Linked DNA regions of Callithrix jacchus: region 2 is linked to region 1. The links are chromatin contacts, called in public Hi-C maps. All regions are on one chromosome and are shown on one strand. The core of a region is the stretch at or near the end of the contact, and the rest is flanking DNA. Distances in the headings are between cores, read along the strand shown. Region 1 overlaps DAB2IP (DAB2 interacting protein). Region 2 overlaps TTLL11 (tubulin tyrosine ligase like 11).

Region 1 (7,603 bases), core at 3,614-6,113:
CTTGTGTCCTCCTGATGTTCCCTCTGTCTTGTCACCCCCTCCCCACCCCCCCGACCCAGGCTCCCATACAAACACAGGCCTGCCTTCCAGCCCATCCCCACAATTCCCTCTCCCCAACAGTGAGCTCTTTCTTTTTTTTGAGACAGAGTCTTGCTTCGTCACCCAGGCTGGAGTGCAGTGGCGTGATCCCAGGCTGCAACCTCTGTCTCCCAGGCATGTGCCACTACGCCCAGCTAATTTTTGTATTTTTAGTAGAGACGGGGTTTCACCATATTGGCCAGGTTGGTCTCGAACCCCTGACCTCTTGATCAGCCTCAGCCTCTCTAAGTGCTGCAATTAAAGGCGTGAGCCAAGGTGGGGTCTTTCTAGATCCCTGCTGCCAGGCCCAGGCCCACACAGCAGCTGGGAGTCCTCAGCAGGTGCTGATTGGTGCTACCCCCTGCTGGGCTATGGAGCCCTAGGATAAAGTCCCCTTTGCCCCAGGCATCACCCAGGACTCCCAGGTCTCCTGGGGCTATCCCCAGGGAGGACACTTGAGTGGCTTGGCATGGGGTTCCAGTCTCCCAAGCAACTCAGGCCAGCCTCCCCCATGCCCTCTGGGCTCCTGTTCCCCTGGTGCAAAGAAGTGATGCCCAGAACTTCAGTTCTTGGAATTTAGGACGTTTCAGTCCCCTGGGATATGGATTAAAGTGTGGACACTTGGGCCACCCAGCGGAGTCTAGGTTAGCCAGTCTGGGGAACAGCCCAAGAGTCTGCATTTTCCATCAGCAGGCGATGGGCCCACAGGTGATTCTGAAGCAGGTCATCCATGGGCTGCACTGAGCCTCACTCGCCCACCTGTTGCTCTCTCAGACTCTGAGACCACAGCCCCTGATAAAGACTTGAATCTGCTTTGTCCACACTTCAGCCTGTCCCTTTTTTTCAGTACCCCAAGTGCTACAGGCAGGGAGATGTTATAAACCTCATGGTACAGATGGGTAAACTGAGGCCCCAAATGGAGAATGCTCAGTTTGCACAGTCCCTGACCCATAGTGAAGCCCACAGCTTCCGCCTCCCTTCCCAGGCTCCCCATGTGGTCTGGATTCTGGGGCCCAGCAGGTCATCTAGGGCCAGGCAGCAGCCCTGACTGGCACCCTTTGTCCTGGTCCCTGTGCCCTCTGACCTCAGCAGGTCCTGGGCTGATTAAAATATCCCCTTACAGCTCTGATAGGCATGGTATCCCCTTACAGGGCAGAGAGGGACACTGTCGCATCTGAGGCGATACAGCCAGCTGGGCGCTGTGCTCTGGCCACCCTCGGGAGCTGCACACTGCTAACACAGGGAGATTAGAGGACTTTGGCCAGAAGGGTTTGCAGGAACCTGCTAGGAGAAAGCAAAGCTCAGAGAGGGAGAGCTGCCCAGGATCACTCAGTGCATACTTATCAACCGCAATTCAGCACTTCCCCTCTGCCAGGCAGTGTCAGTTCAGCCAGTCCGTCTAACGACCATAAGCAGTGAATCCTATTACTCTCCCACTTTACAGGCACAAGAATTGATTAGGGGCAGAGACAGGATTCAGTCCCATGCAGCCTTGAGTCCAGTTCTAGCCTAGGGCAGTGGTCAGTGGATACAGCCCCAGCCCCTCTCTTCTATCTCCCCTCTTACCACACCCTACTCCTATCCCTTTCCCAGCCACCCTGGCCCCCAGCCCTCCACTGCTTCTCTCCTTTGTGTCTTTGCTCCCATCATTCCCACCTCCAAGGACACAGGACATGGGGCAGGCTTTGTAGACTTCGGAGGCTGCTCTGTGAAATGGGCTATTTTAAGCCCCAAATTCCAGCTTGAGGCTGTCCACCTCATCCCTTCCTTGACATCTCCCAGAACCAGGACATCACCATCTCTATCTTTGTGGACCTCCATCCCCCCAAAATTTCCGCCCAGATCCTCCACTGCCTCCTCAGTGTGTGGTTCTCTTGAAAACAAGCAGGGTGAAATCTGAAACACAGCCCCTGCCTGGCTGCTCTGGCCCTGCTGCTGGCCTTTGGACACTCTTTCTGGCTCATCTTCCCTGCCACAGCCTCTTGACCCACCTGCTGACTCCCATTCACTCTTCCTTTCCAGAAAAACCACCTCTCTCCTCTCCCAATTCAGCGCCTCCTCCACGGCCCTCCTGCAACACTCTCTCTGAGCTTCCTGCACCTTTCCCCCAGGAAGCCCCCCTGCCAAATGCAATGTAAACACTATGGAAATCGTTGTATTGTTTAGGTAATCACAACAACGAGAAAGTCTGTACACGTTCAGTACAGATGCAATTTTTTCTGACCATCTTCAATCCTCGGTTGATTGAACCCACAGATGCAGAATTTGTAGATTCGGAGGGCCAACTGCATATTTTTTGATGATTCATCTCACATCTGTCTCTCCTGGCACACTGCTCTCCCGGAGGGTCATAACCCAGTGCCCAGCTTGGCATCGTCACATGGCAGCTGCCAGTGGGGGAGGGGGTGTCACTGTTGCGTACATAGGAAGTGTGCCCATCAGAGCCCCTCGGACCCCAGGGCCTTGTGCATCATGAAGCTGCCAGGCTCACAGCAAAACAGGGCCAAATGCTGTCCACCCCCCACCCCCAAACAAGTCACTGCTCAGGACTTCTTAATTTTCCTCCCCACAGGTTGCAGGGCTTCTCATTCTGTGATTTATAGCCCATCAAATAAATTCCCCCATTATCTTTCACATGCAGCGCCCGGCTTCGCTGCCATTTAATAATACATTTGGCTTGCTGGGCCTCTCCCGGGAGAAATCTAAGGCTTGGCTGCAATTCGGGGGCAGGCAACGTGGAATTCCAAGGGCTCATTTCAGACCCAAATCTTCAGCAGGTCTGAGCCTCCTGCTCAGGGGCTAACTGGGCAGGGTCCCAATCCCTCTTCTCTCCCTTCCTCCCAACCACTGCCTGAGATATCTCAATGTCCACTGGAGCTCTAGGGCCAGTTTGAGAGCAGGGAGACCCTGCTACTTCCCCCACTAGACTCGGTGGTTTCAAGGCTCCACAGGCATGATCTCAATCTACCTGTCCAATTCCCCGAGCAAGGCAGAAACCCATCGGAACTGTCTCACAGATGAAGTAGCGTCTCTGAAACACAGGGAGGTTGCCCCAGCCTTGCCCACTCCACTCCGTGCTTCCTAGGTTCAGATGCAGCCAGCAGAGAGTTCAAGGGTATCCTCTGTGTCGGGCACTGTGCCCCGTGCTTGACTTGAATTGTCTCATTGCATCCTCCCAATAGCCTTCAGAGGGAAAAGGTGCTATTATACCCATTTTACAGATGGGGAAATCAAGCCTCAGAAACAACCAATTTCCCTAGGCTCCTCCAGGAAGCAAATGGCAGCTCCCTGGGGGAAAGTCTTGCTGGAATGAAGGATGAGAAGGGGCTGGAGGCTGCAGAAAACTCACGGCTTCGTGCAGAGCCCTGCATTACAAAACAGAGTGTCAAGAAGGCAAGGAGAGCTCAGGGCTTTAGGATCTGACAGTTCAGGGTGTAAATCCTCCCCCTAGGAGTTCTTAGCTCTGTGACCTAGGCCAAGCCCCCTAACCTCTCTGGATCCCAACTCCCCGCTCTGTGGAATCTGAATACTCTCCTCCCAAACTGTCATAAGACTCGAATGAGACAGCACTCAGGAAGCTGCCTGGTGAACTGCCCAGTCCTGTGCTGTTTCATTTTGGCTTGTTAGAACAGTGGAATCAAGACATGGTATAAAGACATGCAAAGACTCCTCCAGGCAGACATGGAACTGGCGGCTCAGAGCCAGGCGGGGACCTGGGCAGAAGATGAGGTCTCCTCCTCAGCCCACAAGCTGCTTACCTCACTCTGGTGCCAGGCACCTCCTGCCCAGGCTTGGGAGAAAACAGACAGCCCTCCTGCTCCTGAGAGCACAGGTCCCAGCGTTGCTCAGCTGGGGAGGGTGGCGAGGACTGGGTGAAGGGGCATTCCAGGCTAGCCTGGGCCAGGCCTCCCGCCTCTCCTCCCGCCCAACCACCAGGTCTGCGTCCCTCCTCCCTCCTGCTCCTGAAAGTTTCTGCTTCCACTTTATAGTTTCCGTGGCAACCACTTCTCTTCCTTTGATTGTTTCCTCCTTCTCAGTCACTTTGCCATCTTATGCTAAAGGGAGAATAAAAATGGCCAGAGCAGGAGGTCTGGCCAGGAGGAAGAGGATGGAGAGTCACAGGGCTGGGGTGGGGGTGACCTCTGCAGGGCAGCCCTGGCCCCTCCCTCAAAAGACATGTGAGGCCAGCCACTGTGTCTCACGCCTATAATCCTAGCACTTTGGGAGTTTAATGCGGGTGGATTGCTTAAGCTCAGGAGTTTGAAACCAGCCTGGGTAACATGGTGAAACCCATCTCTACTAAAAAAAAAAAAAAAAAAAAAAAAAATGCAAAAAATTAGCCAGATATGATGGCATGTGCCTGTAGTCCCAGCTACTCGGGAGGCTGAGGCACAAGAATCGCTTGAACCTAGGAAGTGGAGGTTGCAGTGAGCCAAGATGGTGCCACTGCACTCCAGCCTGGGGGGGACAGAGCAAGACTCCATCCCATCCCCGCCGCCGACCAAATAGGCATCTGAACAGGGAACTGTCCCTTGGGAAGGTCCTCCACAGCAGGGCCCCTCAAATGTGACTCACCTGGGCAGACTGCCTGCCAGGCCCTGCAGAGGATGCCCACGGCGTGTTGTCTTCACCCAGAGTGCTCTGCATTTGAACAGCCTCCACCCCCAAGCCCCACCCTGTCTAGCTCTGGGTGTCCATTCTCATCCAAGGCTTTGCTCCCATCTCAGCGCCCTCCTTCCTGAGGTTGCCCTGCTGTGTCCTAACCTCTCTCTTGAGTGGCCCTCTTCCCTGCAGGCAGGCCATGCTGGCAGCAAAGCCAGTGCCACTTTCACTCCGTTTCTAGGCCCGGCCCCTGCATGGGGCTAAGCACACAGTAGGTCTGCAGGAGGTGACCTTGAACCTATGGCCAGGGAGACCAGGGTTCCAGTTCCAGTTCTACCACCAGCTAATTGCGAGCCTTTCACGAATTCACTCTAGAACTTGGCGTTCCTGGTGGTAAAATAACGATGGAATTAACTTCCTCACCGGATGTTGGAGACTGAAAATGGTCTGTGGGAGGTCTGAAAGAGCCTGGAAATTTCTGAAGTGCTGTACCAAGTCCAAGGTTATTTTTAGGCACTGAATCAGTGCCGCCCAATGAACGGCCCCAAGGTCTCCTTGACCCCACACATGGCTCTCTTTCTCCACCTGCTGACCTCCTGAGGCATTGACCGGCCACACGGAGACCTGGCCTCTGTAGCCCCCTCCATGCCATAATCACCCTCTGCCAAGAGTCCCTAGCACACACACACATGCACATGTACACATTCACAGATAATACATGCACACGCACACACACACGCACACACACATACATGCTCACATGCGCACACATGCACACATACTCATGCACACACATACATGCACACATACTTGCACACTCACATGCACACACACATGCACCCACACACATGCAGGTCTGAGGCTGGGTGGGCCGAACTGACACGCATGGCCCCACGGCATCAGGCATCAGACCTGATTGGTGTTGGCTGTTCTGGAGGGCTGGGGGTGCCTCCAAGGCCCAAGTCTGCAGGGAGCAGCCAAGCCCATGGGGTGAGGATGGAAGTGGATGAGCAGCTTCCTCACAGCCTTGCCACAGGTGGTGGCGGGGGCAGGGGCTGAACCGACAGGGCTGTCCGATGCCTTCTTCTGTTGCCACCATCTGCTTCCTTTATAGGCTGGAGCACCAGGGCCAGGGCCAGGGGGTCTAGGTAGGGTACCCAGTTACGCCGCCGGGAAGTGCTCTCCCCAGAGAAAGCTGCTCTTCCTTCCACACTCCCACAAAGGCCTCCTCCTTCCTCTTTGGCGCTGACAGTGAACTCCACCCCCACTGCCCACCCATTCTCAGACCTGTGCGTCACCTTCCAAACTGCTTACCGAGGCTGCACCTGCCCAGGCTTGTGCTAGGGTAAGGCTGCTTTCTAGGCACAAAGGGACACCTGGAGCCGTGCTGGCTCAGGGTGGCGTTCCTGTGTACACTGTGGGGGGCGGGCATTTCACCCTCCTCCAAAGACCTGAAGGATTGAAGGGCTTTGAGCAGATTCAGAGAAAAAAGAAGACTTGTGAACTGTCAGAACCAAGAGAGTAAAGGCAGGGTCAACTGTGGCCGGCCGGGGCCTCTGCCTCCTCCACCTCTCCTCTTTCCTCACCCTGCTCCCGTCTTAAAAGCACAGGATTCCCACATTGTCACTGGGAAGCCAGGCCATTCAGCTCCCACCCTGGGATGCACAGGAGGCACGTCCTAGGAGCTGGCATGTGAAGGCCAGTGCAAGTCCTAGCACGGTCCCTGGAACACCCTCCAGGAACTCTGTGTCCCTCTGTGTCCTAAGAGGGCTCTGACACAGTCCCTGTCCTCAGAGAGCCAACAGTCTGGTGGGACACAAAGACTTCCAGAGAGACTCTGGAGCAAGAGCCCAAGGCAGAGGGAGCACAAGGGAGAAAGCAACCAATTTTGACTGACAGGGCAAGGAGAAATCAAGGAAGCCTTCACAGAAGAGGTGGCATCTGGGCCAAGACTTTGAATAGGGCTCCAAGAGGCTGAGGGTGTTAAGGAAGGGAGCAGCAGCCCCAGACCCATGGCAGAGACCTAACTTGACCTCCCTTATCCAAATGCCATGTACTTAGACCGTGGTGAGGGTTTGGGCCTGGCGGACGCTGTCCTGACGTCCCCTTAGCTGAGCCTTAAATCTCCCACAATGATCCAGAACGAGGCATATCCAGGCTAGCTCCTGTGGCCAAACCCTGGGGCAATGTTTGTCCTGGTCACTTGTCTCTGGGCAATGGCCTGAGAGTACCAAAGGGCACAGAGCCCGCCAGGTCTTAAAAGCCTAATGAAAAGAGTCTCCTCAAGTTCCCTGAGCCACCTATTCCAGGATTTCACACCACTCTACGGTAAGCCAGGAAGTCCTTCCCCCTATCTAACCTACATCTCTCTTGCTGAAATGTACACCTACCTTGCTTTGGAGACACAGGAATAACAAAGCAGAGGCGCTGAATGGCCTCACCAGGCGCTCTGTTTGCAACAGAGGTGATTTCGTTGGGGGGTGGGGGGGTCAGTGGGCAAAGACACAACCCTACGCTCTGACAAGAGAGAACAAGGCCCTCATTGTGCTCATGATTAATTTATAGGCCTGGGGAGGGTCTAGCGGGGAATGTCCTCTCTCTGGGCCTCGAAGGCTTCCCTGACCCAATTTAGAAGCTGCGTTTATTGTATTGTTCATGTCAAACCTTCCCAATGAGGTCTCTATTCCCAGCATGCTCGTGAATTTTCTGGGAGTTTAATAGTGCACAATCTGAGAACCATTTATTAAGGAGATTAAACCCCCAAATATGCTTCCACATACTTTGCAAAAACACAGCAAATTTATTCTCCAGCATCAGTGGGCTCTCACAGCCCGAAGCAGCTGGAACCCCTCAACCTGGGAGACAGGGGAGCTGAAGCCAAGCAGGGATGGGGAGCCCCTGAAAGGATCTAGGGGAAAGTGCA
Region 2 (7,603 bases), core at 1,354-3,853, 340 kb before region 1:
GGCTACTCAGGAGGCTGAGGCAGGAGAATCGCTTGCATCCAGGAGGCAGAGGTTGCAGTGAGCCAAGATCGCACCACTGCCTTCCATTCTGGGAAACAGAGTTAAGACTCAGTCTCAAAAAAAAAAATAATAAATAAATCAAAATTAATTTTAAGATTGTGGTAAAATATAAATGACAAATTTTATCAGATTAACCATTTTTAAATGTGCATCGCATGTACATTAAGTATACAGTGGCATTAAGTATATTCACATTTTTGTGTAACCATCATCTGTCCATCTCCAGAATTTTTTTCATTTTGCAAAACTGCAGCTTTGTACCCATTAAACATTAACTCACCATTCCCTCCAACCCCAACCCCTGGAAAACACCATTGTAATCTCTGTCTCTGAATTTGACTGCTCCAGGCACCTCATGTAAGTACACTCTTACAGTATTTGTCTTTTGGGGTCCAGTTTATTTCACTTAGCATAATATCCTCAGAATACACTCATTTTGTGCCATGTGTGAGAATTTTCTTCCTTCTTAAGGCTGAATAATATTTCATTTGTAGTGGTGTTTCTTTAAGACCATTTTAATATCTTAATAGAATATCGTACTGCTCTGTAGTATTGGAATTTTGAACCGAGGGACTTTCCCAGTAGCGTTTTCTAAATGCCCACTAGGGGGCAGTAAAAACCATATAAATTTTTCTATAGGCCAAAGAAGTGCCAGGCAATTAGGCCACTACCTCCTCTGTATCTCTTTCAGCCATCTGTGTATACAGTTACAAGGTAATGGATTTCAGGTCCAACAGAGGCTTTGGATAAAACTAGAGATACCATCAGTCGTAGCCTAAGTGCAAGTCTTCCTCACACTCTGGCTAACATCTGCGCAGAATACTTCATTGAATATGTTGGTTTCAGATGGTATCTTAATTTAATTCACTTAGTCCGGTGATTCTCAGACAGAGTGCACATCAGAATCACCTGTGGTGATTTTTTCAAAATACATATGACCAGGTCTCATCCCAGATCGATTAAATCAGAATTGCTGAGGCTGGGGCTGAGGTATATGGATTATATTTTCATTCTGGTCCATCACTTCTTTTTAAGAGCCAATATGTGACCTTTTAACTTTAATAACTGCTGGGAAAGGGTCATTTTTGAATAAATCTCAGAGAAAAGTAAATATGAATTATGAAAAATGTTTCTCTTTTTAGGGTAGCAGTGGCAGAAGGGTCTCGTGGCTACAGGAACCACGTTCTGAACAATTGTGAGGGTTTCCTATAGATCACACCTGTGCTTTAACAAGCCAGGCACCCAGATAGAAGATTGGAAACTGGGGCAGTCTGGCCAACTCAGGATCTACAGATACAGTTCCTGGATGGCCATACTCAGGGCCAAAATCTTTAGGGTGAGGCCAGAGCACAGACATCAGTACTGTCTGATATATTAGGAGGAACTTTCCTATAGTAAGAAGAGGAAAAAGACATCTTCAGTTTTATCTTAGAGGTGAAAATGGCACCATGAACTTGAGGTGGGGTCAGGAGACCTAGGTTCTCATCCTGACCATCCTCCTAGCCAGCTATGAGACCCAAGGGAAGTCATGTCGCCTTTCTGAGCCTCAGTTTTCCCCATGAATTTTGAGAGCACTGGGTGATGTTGATCTCCGAGGATTCTTCAAGTTCTAAAATTTCAATGACTCTATGAGTTTTAATCATCTTGATTTGTATGGCACTATTTTGGCAAAGAGCAGAAGTAGTATTCAGGGATCCAGTGAGTGACTGAGACTATTGACCATGTAGTTTAATTTATTTAAGGCATATACATGGAATTCAAAGGAAAAAATATTGCTCTGGATAATCTATTGAACTGTTAGTGTCTTCGGCATAGCAAAAGCTTTCCAGAGGGAAAATTTCCCATCAGTGCAAACCTGACATTTTTCACTTCCTGATCCATAGCTGCCATTTGTCCAGCATGCTTATACTTACTGTAAAGGGCCGAGTGTACGAATGCTTTGGATGAATATTAAGTAACTACATAAACATCAAGGTCACAGTTGCAAGAAAGCCTCAGTGGAAGGCCCTGGGAGGCTTGCATTGATCTCTTGTGAAGTTCCATTCTTGAATCCTGCTGACAGGGGCAAACAATTGATGTGGACCATTATTAAGGCTTTAAGTGTTTCTCCATTGTTAAAGATCTTTTACAAGCCTGGAATAACTGATAGTGCCCAAGGAATTGGCATAAGCTTCATTTAGAAATATAGGCTGGTCAAAGAGATAAGTGCAACCGAGAGTGCAGTTGTCCTGGGTTGGGCTTACACAGCAAAGGTGGAGGGCTGAGAGGAGTCCCTCACTGGGGCACCAACTCAGCCTGCCAGGCACTGCTCTCAAATTTCAGAGGGAAACTTTCACGCAAGAAGCTACAGAGAGGATGGCTCCCTCTTTGAAATCCGTCCTTACATTTCCTCCAGCTTCTCTCTCCTGGTGAAAACCTCCTCTCCTGCCATTTCAGTCCATCCACTCTCCATAGCTGCAGGAAGCATCTCACCAGCATCGGGGGCAATGGGGTGAGGATGAATTATGCAGAACCACAGGTCCAGACCGACTATCTGGATGGTCAGTTGCCCAGATAGTTAGTTATGTGAGTGTTCTGCTGACCTGGAGCTGGGAGGAGAGCAAATACTACAGACGACAGGATCTTGTTTCAAAAAGATCTCAACAGATGGAAGGACTGGTCAGGTCTACCAGATGAACTTAAGAAGGGGCGTAAACATGAAACGGACATTTCCTGTGCACTAGCTCTGTATTTGGTATTGCACTTGGTCCTTTGCACGTTTTAGTTTATTTCATCCTTACAATGACCCAATGAGAGTAGGAGTCTATATCTCCATTTTTAAAGTGAGGAAACCAAGACATTGTGGGATAGAGGAAGGTCTGAGGGCTCTAATCATCAATCTAGATTCTGATCCCAATTCTAACCTCATTAGCTGGCAAATCACTTCATCTTCTTTTATTTTTATTTTTCTTTGAGACAACGTTATGCTCTTGTTGCCCAGGCTGGAGTGCAGTGGTGCAATCTCTGCTTACTGCAACCTCCGCCTCCTGGGTTCAAGCGATTCTCCTGCCTCAGCCTCCAGAGTAGCTGGGATTACAGGTGCCTGCCACCACACCCGGCTAATTTTTTGTATTTTTAGTAGAGATGGGATTTCACCATGTTGGGCAGGCTGGTCTCGAACCCCTGACCTCAGGTGATTCACCTGCCTTGGCCTCCCAAAGTGCTGGGATTACAGGCGTGAGCCACTGCACCTGGTCAAGCCACTTCATCTTCTAAGAAGAGCGACAACCAGGCTTTGGACTGTCTTTTATTTGTCAGATTCTAGGTACTTAGCCTCTTGCATTTATTATTGCATTTAATTCTCAAAACAACCTTACTTCTATTTCATAGATGGAAAGGGTGTAGATAACTTAAGTCACTTGCCCAAGGCCCAGGATAAGGAGCAGGGCCAGTGTCTAAGCCCAGGCCATCTGACTCCAACACCCGTGCTCTTAGCAACTGCTGTACCCTATCTGTTCCTGACATGAAAAGGCACGACCATATTTCTGGTGAGGGTTAGATGAGCTAATTAGGTAAGCGCCTGATATAGTGTTCACGGGAGCTCATAAATGATATTAGCTCACCATCATTATTATTCTCAGTGCTATTATGGCCCGTTCAAGGTGGAAGCTAATAACTGGCAAAACAGGATTCAAACCCAGGTCTTGTGACTGCCAATCCACTTCACAAGAGAGCTCTGTCTCACTCTGGAGTACAAGACGGGGGCCAATCCTGATGTCACGATCTCAGTACCTTGTGCAGTGTAGTCTCCATGGAAGATGCTCAGCACATGGTCAGATCGGCAGGGACCATCTTGTCACTCATTCACCACACATTTGCCAAGGCCTTGCTCTGTGCTAGGGATCCAGAGGGAAAAGAATATAATGTCAGCCATCCTTTTTTCCCCCTTTCAGGTTCGAATGGTGAAAGATGGTGACCCTTCCTGGAAGCCCACTTTTATCGTGAAACCTGATGGTGGTTGTCAGGGTGACGGAATCTACCTCATTAAAGACCCCAGTGACATCCGCCTGGCAGGGACCCTCCAGAGCAGGCCGGCGGTGGTCCAGGAGTACATCTGCAAACCTCTCCTTATCGACAAGCTCAAGTTTGATATTCGTCTGTATGTCTTACTCAAGTCCTTAGACCCCTTAGAGATTTATATAGCCAAAGACGGACTCTCCAGGTTTTGTACTGAGCCATATCAGGAGCCCACCCCCAAAAACCTGCACCACATTTTTATGCACTTAACCAACTATTCCCTGAACATCCACAGCAGCAACTTTGTCCATTCAGACAGTGCTAGCACAGGCAGCAAAAGGACTTTTTCCAGCATCCTTTGTAGACTGTCTTCCAAAGGCGTTGACATCAAGAAGGTCTGGTCTGACATCATCTCCCTCGTGATAAAGACTGTCATCGCGCTGACTCCAGAGCTCAGGGTCTTCTACCAGTCGGACATCCCCACAGGGAGGCCAGGCCCCACGTGCTTCCAGGTAACCAGTTCTCAGCCTGCATTTCAGCCTTGAGCAGCCTCAAATGGGCTCTCTGGCTTTGTGTGGGATGAGTGATGGGGTGGGGTGGCCAGAGGAGGGGATAGGAGCGGTGGTGCTGTGGGCTTTGGTGTTAAACCTGGGCCCAACTTCCAGCTTTTGGTTTGCTAGCTGTGTGATTTGGGGCAAGCTGCTTCCCTCTGTTACCTGTAAAAGGAAATGAAGAATACCTACCTTAAAAAGTTTTTGTAAGAATTAAATGAGATAACATATATAAAGCAGAGTTTTACATTCATTCATTTACTCATTCATTCATTACTTACTCATTCCACAACTTTTGCCACATGCTTAGTAGGGGTCAGGCATTGTCCCGGGTTCTATTGAGAAAGTAAGTCAGGACCCTGCCGGCTGACATATAGTGTGTTTTGAGAGATGTATAATTTAAAAAGCAATAATTATAAAGGGTTACAAGTGCTAGAATAGAATAGGAAACATCTGAGGTGCTTGAGATGGTGGAGCCATGTTACATTCTCTGGGCAGGAGTGGCATGGTCAGGGAAGGCTTCCCAGAAGAAATGACAGTCAAACTGGAACCTGGAGTGACAGTTAGTCGGAGGGAGACAAAGGGATCCAGGTGGAACCATGCTGTAGCCAGAGAGGTGAGGGGGAAGCATGAGGCGCTGGTGGAGGTTCAGTATGCTTGGTGGGTGGGGTCCAAGGTGGAGATGTCAGGGGAGGTGAGGGAAGGTGAGATGGGAGAGGAAGGTAGGGGGTGGAGAGCCTGGGCATGGAGGGGGGCGGTCCCTGGAGAATTTTAAGCAGGGGAAAGATACACCCAGATTTGCATGTTATAAAGAACAGCATACCTGCAGGGTAGAGAATACACTGAGGCAGGTCTGGAAGTGGGGAGGTCCCTAGGAGACAGTTGCTTTCACAGAAGCTGGAGAGGATGCTGGTTTGGACTGGGAAAGTTGTGGTACAGGTAGGGGGAATAGACAGATTTGGGTGCCAGGGAAGGAGCTAGAAAGGCTCAATTTGGTGACTGAATGAGGCTGGAGAGAGATGACAGATGGTGGCAGTGAGGGCAGGGAGGAACCGAGACTGATGTGCAGGTGGCCTGGGTACTTGTGTGGATGGATAGAGGCCCCTGGAAGAGGATCAGGCTGTTGGGGGATGGTTGGGAGTTGGACCTGAAGTGCTTATGAGGCATCCAAGTGGAGAGATTGAGGTGACAATTGGATATTTGGAGCCTGAAGCTTGGATTTCAGGAGACAGATTTCAGGTTGGGGACAGAGATGGGAACTCATTGGCAAATGGTGACCCAAGAGGGTGACAAGAGGACTGAGAAGACACCTGTGGGCACCACTGTTTAACCAAGGGATAGGCAGAGAAGGGAGAGGGAGCTAGAAAAGGAGGCCAAGAAGGAGTGTCTTGAGATAAATACCAGAGAAAGACCCGAAATGCCAAGGAAGAGGTTCTTGGAGAAGCAGGCAGGGGTTGTCGCATCCAATACTGCTGAGATGCCAGGCAAGGCCAGCACTGAAACTGTCCACTCCATCCACAAGGGGTTGACTGGAGACTTAGAGAGAATTGTCTTCAGCAGAGCAATGGAGCCAGAGTCTGGTGGACTCAGAGTGTGGGAGGGCAGGAAATGAGGAATGAGGCTGGAACCTTCTTAAAGGCCATTCAGCTGTGACAGTGTGGGATGGGGAGATGTGGCATCCAGACACTCCAAAGGCACACATACTTTCCTTCCCCCAGATCAATTTGTGTGGGGAGGAGAAGAAAAGAAGGGACACCTCTGGGACCCTCTCCATCTAATTCTTAAAGTTATTTTGTAGCACTTGATAGATATGAAAAGAGAATACATGGAACATATTTGTAAGCCATGAAGCCAAACAACAAAATGATCATCCCAAACGCTCCTTCCAGCCCAAGACATCCAGCCAGTGTCCCTGCCCAGCTCTGGGGTAAAGACCACCCTGAATTTTATGTTTATTATTTCCTTGCTTTAGAAAATATTTTCATTAGGCGTGACTGTATCCCTAAACAATGTATTGTTTTGTTTTGCTTGTTTTTGAGTTTTATAAAAATGCTGTTATAAAGTATGGAGCCTTCTGCAACATTCTTTTCTGCTACGCGTAAGGTTTCAAAGGTCAACCCATGCTGGTGGTGGTCGTGGGCACCGTCTCATTTGCACTCTTGTAGATTCCATTGTGAACATGCACAATTATTATCAGTTCTTCTGTCAAGGAACATTTGGATTATTTCCAGTTCTCGGCAGGTGGGTAACAGGTCTCTTGGGACAAGAAGGGAGAAGGGAGGGAGTGGGGAAGTGTCTCTAGTGGATGGGGCATTCATTCAACAGCAGAAGAGGAGGCTGGTCCCAAAGTGCAGCCCCAAACCCAGAGAGGCCACCCCAGGGGCTGGGCACCCATCAGCAGGATTTCCGGATGGGCTGGCGGGACCCTTTGGAGGGGAATTCAGGCCAGGATCAGTACCAGGAGGGGGTAATTGTCAACCAGAGATCTGTCCTGAGAAACTTAGACCCCTGGCCTTTGGTTCCCAGGGAGGATGGACAGCTCAGCCATCAGGTAGGTGGTTTAAAATATTAGTAAGAAGAAAAAGGCAGAACTTAGAGGTAGGACCAGAGAAAACAAGTCTTGACCTAAGCCAGCAAAAAGTTAGGGTCAAGGAGTTAAGCTGCAACGTGGACATGTCCAGGGGTCATCCCAGGGTACCATGTGGTCACATCTGTTTGACAGTGACAGCTATTCCAGGAGTATCATGTGGGCCCAGCAGGCAGAGCCAAGCCACAGAGCCCTGGCTTGGACTGAGTGGCAGGGTCGAGGGCCAGGCTGGTTGTTTTGCTACTTGTCTTGCTATGGGTGGGCCACATGGGGCAGCCATCGTTGGGGCCCAAGCTGTGGGGAGCTGGTGGAAGGGGCAGACAGGCAGGGAGCCACTGGTTTGGACAGATCATGTCTAACAGATGGAACCACGGCCTTGGGACCGTCTCCCACTGCTTGACCACACTAA

The links. Hi-C and Micro-C count contacts between places; a contact is called where the count stands out from the background.
Region 2: a Hi-C map of skeletal muscle shows a contact between it and region 1, with 10 times the contacts expected there. The contact joins two enhancer-like sites. A contact is called at or near these places in 2 of 3 Hi-C or Micro-C datasets (both in skeletal muscle).

The regions. Positions count from the first base shown.
Region 1 is chr1:170,126,936-170,134,538 of calJac240_pri, reverse strand. All of the region lies in intron 2 of DAB2IP (DAB2 interacting protein), which reads right to left. Among named protein-coding and RNA genes, the nearest start is that of DAB2IP, 66 kb to the right of the region's middle. Within about 2 kb of position 4,863, at least 6 of the 16 cell types and tissues checked have an H3K27ac peak or open chromatin away from gene starts, as enhancers often do. A contact at or near this core is called in skeletal muscle, where this site is marked.
Region 2 is chr1:170,462,776-170,470,378 of calJac240_pri, reverse strand. It overlaps TTLL11 (tubulin tyrosine ligase like 11), which reads left to right. Exons shown (of 8, transcript XM_078375581.1): 3 at 3,993-4,568. The coding sequence starts at 3,999. Among named protein-coding and RNA genes, the nearest start is that of TTLL11, 110 kb to the left of the region's middle. Within about 2 kb of position 2,603, at least 1 of the 16 cell types and tissues checked has an H3K27ac peak or open chromatin away from gene starts, as enhancers often do. A contact at or near this core is called in skeletal muscle, where this site is marked.